2 separate regions of the Mus musculus genome follow, and region 1 is linked to region 2. A link is a contact called in public promoter capture Hi-C data. All regions are on one chromosome and are shown on one strand. Each heading gives the region's core, a stretch centred on a gene start, on an enhancer-like site or on the middle of the called end of the contact. The rest is flanking DNA. Distances are from core to core; before and after follow the strand shown.

The links. Promoter capture Hi-C pulls out the DNA fragments that hold promoters and counts their contacts.
Region 1: a promoter capture Hi-C map of hematopoietic stem and progenitor cells shows a contact between it and region 2. The contact joins the promoter of Mki67 here to the promoter of Ptpre in region 2. A contact is called at or near these places in 8 of 39 promoter capture datasets (the HPC-7 cell line, the SN4741 cell line, hematopoietic stem and progenitor cells and 4 more), 16 of 484 Hi-C or Micro-C datasets (CD4 T cells, the G1E-ER4 cell line, LSK cells and 9 more), 5 of 115 datasets of contacts at active chromatin or transcription factors (acute myeloid leukemia, bone marrow-derived macrophages, effector CD8 T cells and 2 more) and 4 of 9 other capture datasets (adipose tissue, liver, macrophages and 1 more).

Annotation. Positions count from the first base shown.
Region 1 is chr7:135,714,996-135,717,695 of GRCm38.p6, reverse strand. It overlaps Mki67 (antigen identified by monoclonal antibody Ki 67), which reads left to right and starts at 1,317. Exons shown (of 14, transcript NM_001081117.2): 1 at 1,317-1,648. The coding sequence starts at 1,557.
Region 2 is chr7:135,536,550-135,539,249 of GRCm38.p6, reverse strand. It overlaps Ptpre (protein tyrosine phosphatase, receptor type, E), which reads right to left and starts at 1,426. Exons shown (of 21, transcript NM_011212.3): 1 at 1,134-1,426.

The DNA of each region.
Region 1 (2,700 bases), core at 68-2,567, 180 kb before region 2:
GCCCAAGGCCTAAAGTAGAGCTTGGATCCTGGCAGCCCTAACAAGGCAGGCTGGACCACCCATCCTCAGTAGGCTAATTAAAGAGGAGGCAACAGTGAGAAGCACAGAAAGGGGGTGTATTCATGTGGCCCCATTGTGAATAGGAGCAAAGGGGCCCAATGGCACCCTAAATATATTTTTGAAGTCCTGACCAGAGGTTTAGGTTTAGAGGCCAAGAGGTATGCTATAACTAATCAGCCTGGGTTAGGGTGGTATAACACACTCGTTCCCCAGAGTGAAATTTCATGGCTTCATACTTCAGGCTTGTCCTTGAGACCTTGAGGAGAGGGTAGACATTGGTTCTATTGCCCCAGAAGCGGAATTTTTACAACACCCTACTGGAAGAACACTGATCCAGGAACAGGAGGAGGGAGCATGAAAAAAGAGGACAGGAAAACATAGGTACTCTATATTCATCTGACTGGCACCTGGCCTCAGATAACCCCAACTGGTGCCCCAGGAGCCCTATTTTAGGATTTGCAGGTGCAGTCTTGCACAGGTTATTTTAATCGGCATTTCCCCCTGAAACAGCAAAGCATTGCAAACTTAACCGTGCCGCAGCAATAACTCTTAAGTTATGGTTTCGGAAAAACCGTGCCACTGCCTCAGTGTTCATTAAGCAGGGAGACTGTAGAATGAATTATAATGATGTCCCCCAGTTTTTAAAGGACAGTTTGAGGGATACTGAAAAGGCAGGAGAAACAACCTTAGGTTGCGTATGAGGTGTTGCAGAAACGGCAGAGGAAGGGTATAAATTTTAAAAATAGAAAGCTTCTAGCGTTGAGCAAGATGCGGCGTTGTCGGTGTTTGATTTCTGGAGAGGGAGCCTACAGGTAGCTTCCTACAGGTCGCCACGCTAGTTTTGCTGACACTGAAAAAGCTGGGACCCTCTACCCTGCCTATTAGAGCAGCAGTGGCCCGCCCACCAGCCCCACCCTGCCCGCCTTCCGGAGCTTATCTCCGCTCGGGTTCCGCTTCTCCAGCCAGCTTCTGGCCCGGCCCCGCCTACCGGCCTGGCCCCTCCCACCTTCCGGCTCCACCCCCCCCCCCCCCCCCAGGCTCGCAGCCTGGCCCCACCTCTGGACTTCCCCAATCCTCTGTCGCCCTCGCCATTGGTCTCTGGCTGGCCGCCTGGCCCAATCGCAGCACTTAGCGCCAGAATTTGAACCGCCGTTTTGGTTTGAATCGGGCGGGCTGCGGCGGGCGAGCCTTGGCGCGGAACCGCCTAGGCGGACAGTCGGGGCTGGACGGGGCGGCGGGTGGCGGGTGGCGGGCACTTGGGACGCGGGCGGCGGGAGTGCGGGTCTGGTCGGGGCGGAGCGAAGGCCGCGGGTGGCCGTGGTCGGTCCTCCGCGGCTAAGGAGCCGAGGGCTCCGACGCGGGCTGCGCCCGGTGAGCGGCGGCCAGAGCTAACTTGCGCTGACTGGACCAGCTGAGGAGCGGCCCGGCGGGGCGACTGCGAGCTTCACCGAGAGGCTTCTCCGCCCTGGTCCGCAGTCCCGACGGCCGGGCGGACCATGGCGTCCTCGGCTCACCTGGTCACCATCAAGCGGAGCGGCGATGACGGCGCACACTTCCCGCTGAGCCTCAGCTCCTGCCTGTTTGGAAGGTGAGTGCGCGCCGGGGCTGAGGTGACCCGGGGCGGCGACCCCGCGGCCCAACCCCCCTCTGCGTTTGACAGGGTTGTCCCTGTGGCTTGTTCGGAAGTCACGCTCATGCATTGGGAGCTTCCAAATGGAATCGGGATTTTACACTCGGTAGACGCGAGGCTGACGTCGGTGTCCCGCAACTTCCGCACTGTCGTTCTCAGGCAGCCGGCTGTGGCTCTGGATGTTTCGGGAAACATCAGATAGGAGAACCCTGCTCGGGTGCTCTGGGAGAGTCCCCTCTCACCCTCCCCCGTCGGTCGGATGGCAATCTTCCCTGAGGCCTTCCAGGCAGTGGCTGGTGTTGCCACTTCTGCAAACGTTGACCCTTATGGCTTTCTGCCGCGTTTGAAATGTTACTTGAGAGGATGCTTTTAAGAAAACTCGTCTTTCCTAACACCATGCAGATTGGTGACTAGGTTTTAGATTGTTTTGTTTGTCTCCCAGTAGATTAAATTCCAAGACAAGGTCTGCCTTGTTAATGGTTACATCTCTAGGGTCCCATATGGCGACTGACACTTAAGATCAATCAGTGTGTGGCACAGGATGAGTGGTAGGAAGATGGCGATCTGGCAAGAATGGTAGTTCTCAGACATTTGACAAAGTCTGGTGACAGATTTTCATGTCACCCTGGGAGAGGTGCCTGCCGTTAGTTAGTACTGCTGAGTAAGGACAGAGACATGGTGTATTTGACAGTCGAGGAAGTATCTGGTCCAGAATGTCTGTGGTCTTTTGTATCTAGTATGGATTGTGGTGATCTTTTTGCTCCGTAAAACGGGGTTCGAACATATGGTCTTTCTGCCTGGTGTTTTGAAACCCAAAACCTCTGTTTTCTTGAGAGTAAGAACTTCCTGTCAGAGTAAAGAACTTTCTATAACTTTGTTGTTGTTTAAAAGAAGAGAGTACAAATTCTTGTCACAAGTGTCATTCATTTTGATTATTCTGCAATATTACTTAAATATACTTTTAACAAGTTTAAAAAAATTTAAATCAATTTGCATTTGGTTATGTGGTA
Region 2 (2,700 bases), core at 177-2,676:
TGAAAGCTGAGGGACCTTGGCAGCCACCAGCAACCTACTGTTTCATGCCCCCTTTGGCTTAGTCCCTCAGCTTTGGAAAAACATTCCCACCCCCATTTCCCAGCTCCACTTTAACTAAGCATAGGTTTTTACATTGTAGGAAAATAAATGCATAAACATTGTTGCAAAGGTGTCCAGGCACCTTGGGTCACGAGGCACTTAGGTGCAAGGACATTAGTGACTAGGCAAGAGACACAATCATTTCTAGAACACATGAGCACCCTTTGCTGGTCTTCCTTCAAACTCTCCGACACAGTCAAGGCTCCATTTTCTTCCTGTAGTTGCTGAGGTTCCAACACTTACAGAGTCGTTATAAATCAATATAAACCTACAGGCATCACACTCTAACCTCTCTAGAACAATACTTCATGACTGAAAGGAATTTAGGTCAGATCCAGTCCCTAGTCCTCAGGCTTGGCTCTACCTCATCACCCTGTGGGTCTCCAAGCCTTCCCCAGATGGTCCCAGGAAGCACCAAGATGGGTACCGCTGGCCTTTGGCTTCAGGACCTCCTCAGGTCCCCCTACGGACTGCAATTCGTGGCGTCATACCTGAGCTACCTGCCAGGTTCCACCTTGACCCTGAATCCCCAACTGACGCCTGCCGGGGAAGGCTCCCGGCCCTAGACCGGGCGCCAGCATCCCCGCAGCGCCCCCGCTGCGCCGGGAGTTGGCGCAACTCGAGTCACTTTCTGGAAAAGCTCCAGTCTTAAGCCCTGCGTGCGCAGCCCCCAACACACCGGTTGGAACCCACTCCCGTTTCCACTGCGTTCACACACATCCCCAGGTTGTTGTCCTCTTCCTACAGTCGCCACCCACAGACACACGCCCTCTGTGTAGCTATTCACCGAGAGAGCTGCCTAGGTGGTAGCCAAGTTCGGACCGCGTCTCGAGCAGGTAGCTGGGGTCGCAGGGTCTACAGTCGCTAGCATCCTGTACACTAGGAGGATGGCAAGGACCTGGCTCGGACGCAGCTCCCGTACAACGACCCGTTTCTCCCTGGCAGTGGCCCAGGATATCCCGGTCTGCTCAATGTGCACGGGGAGCACGGCCATCTCCGGACGTACTGCCACCCACCCTCACCGCGCCACTCACCTCCCAGGGACCGGTGCTGTAGCCCCGATCGCTCCGCCGCGGCGACTCCGCATCTCCCGGGCGCCCGCCCGACGCGCTCCGCTCCGGGGCGTCCGCTGTCCCCGCCGGCGCGAGGGAGGGTCGTGGGGACGCGCGTAGGCAGTGAGGTACCTGCGCCGCCGGTGACTTCTCTCGCAGCCCGCAGTCCGTAGCCCGTAGCCTGTAGCCCGCAGCCCGTAGCCCGCAGCCGGCAGCCCTCAGCCCTACAGGAGAGCAGGAAATCTGTCTGGCCCGGTCCGGCCGCCTCCAGCTCTGGGCTAGGGCTCCGGCTCCGGCTCCAGCTCCAGCTCCGCGGCGGGGGCGGGGCCGTGGAGCTGCGAGGGGCGACGGCGACGCCTGGTGCCTGGCTCTGGGAGCGCACCGCGGGCGCTCACCCTCCTGGAGCTTTGGCCTTTACACTGGGAGGATGCAGGAACATGCCCTCTCTCCTGGCACTCTGACTGGACACTCTATCAGGGAGGATCCTAAAAGGTGATGGCACTCAGACGAGCCATAGAGAAAACTCAACGTCCCTTCTATTTAGCCTTAGCTCTGGACACCACAAAGTAGTGTGGCACTTAAGGTTTCGCAACTGGTAAAGCAGGGCTGGGACCCGTGGTAACAGCCCTGCTTCAGAGAAGTCGGCAGAGCTGAGAAATGTTAGACACTCCCTCCCAGAAAAAGAGTGTGCGGGCGCCCCATGGTGGGTGCTGGGGGTATACAATTAGTAAGAAATGTCTGGCAAAATTAAACACACATGGAGCAGAGCGCAGTACAGGGACCAGATCTGCTGCTCTGGGGAATTATTTCATAGTGGTTTAGTTTGGACTATAAACGAAGTCCAGCTTGACACAACCTAGAATTGAGACTCATGGGGAAATCATCTAGATCAGGTTGGGCTTCAGACATGCCCATTGGAGGTTGTTTGGATTGTTAATTGATAAAGGGAATCTCATTCCACTGTGGGCAGCACCATTCCCTAAGACCGGGGTCCTGAACAGTATAAGGGAGAAGGCTAAATGGCATTGGGCACGCAAGGGTGGGTTTAATCCATTTGCTCTTGACTTTGTAGGTGATGTCTGAAGTTTCCTTCTGGACTTCCCTGAAATAGTGAACTGTAGCTTGAAGTTGTGAATCAAAGAAATCCTCTCTTCCAGAGTTTACTCCCCCCCCCCCCGATATTTTTTCTCAGCAACAGAAATAAAACATCCTGACTGGAAGGCAGAAAGCACAACAAAGCCATGGTGTCTATCTTGGTTCTGAACCTGTTTGGTTGGGCCAGGGCATAGCCTCATGGGGATGCTGTTTCTGTGTTGGGGACCTTGCTTGCAGAGCTTATAAATGAAGGAGGGAATAAGTAAATGAATGGCAAGAAAGGCATGCGTGGGATATTACCTCACCCTTCAGTTTACTGCTGTTAGAGCTGCAGAGCCAAGCTGACTTATAAGGTGACAGTTTCAAAGGGCCATCAGTCAACTCCTAAGTTGGCTGGAGCCTGTACTGGACAGAGCTGTAGACTGGAAGCCTGAAGAACTGTGGAACCCTCCAG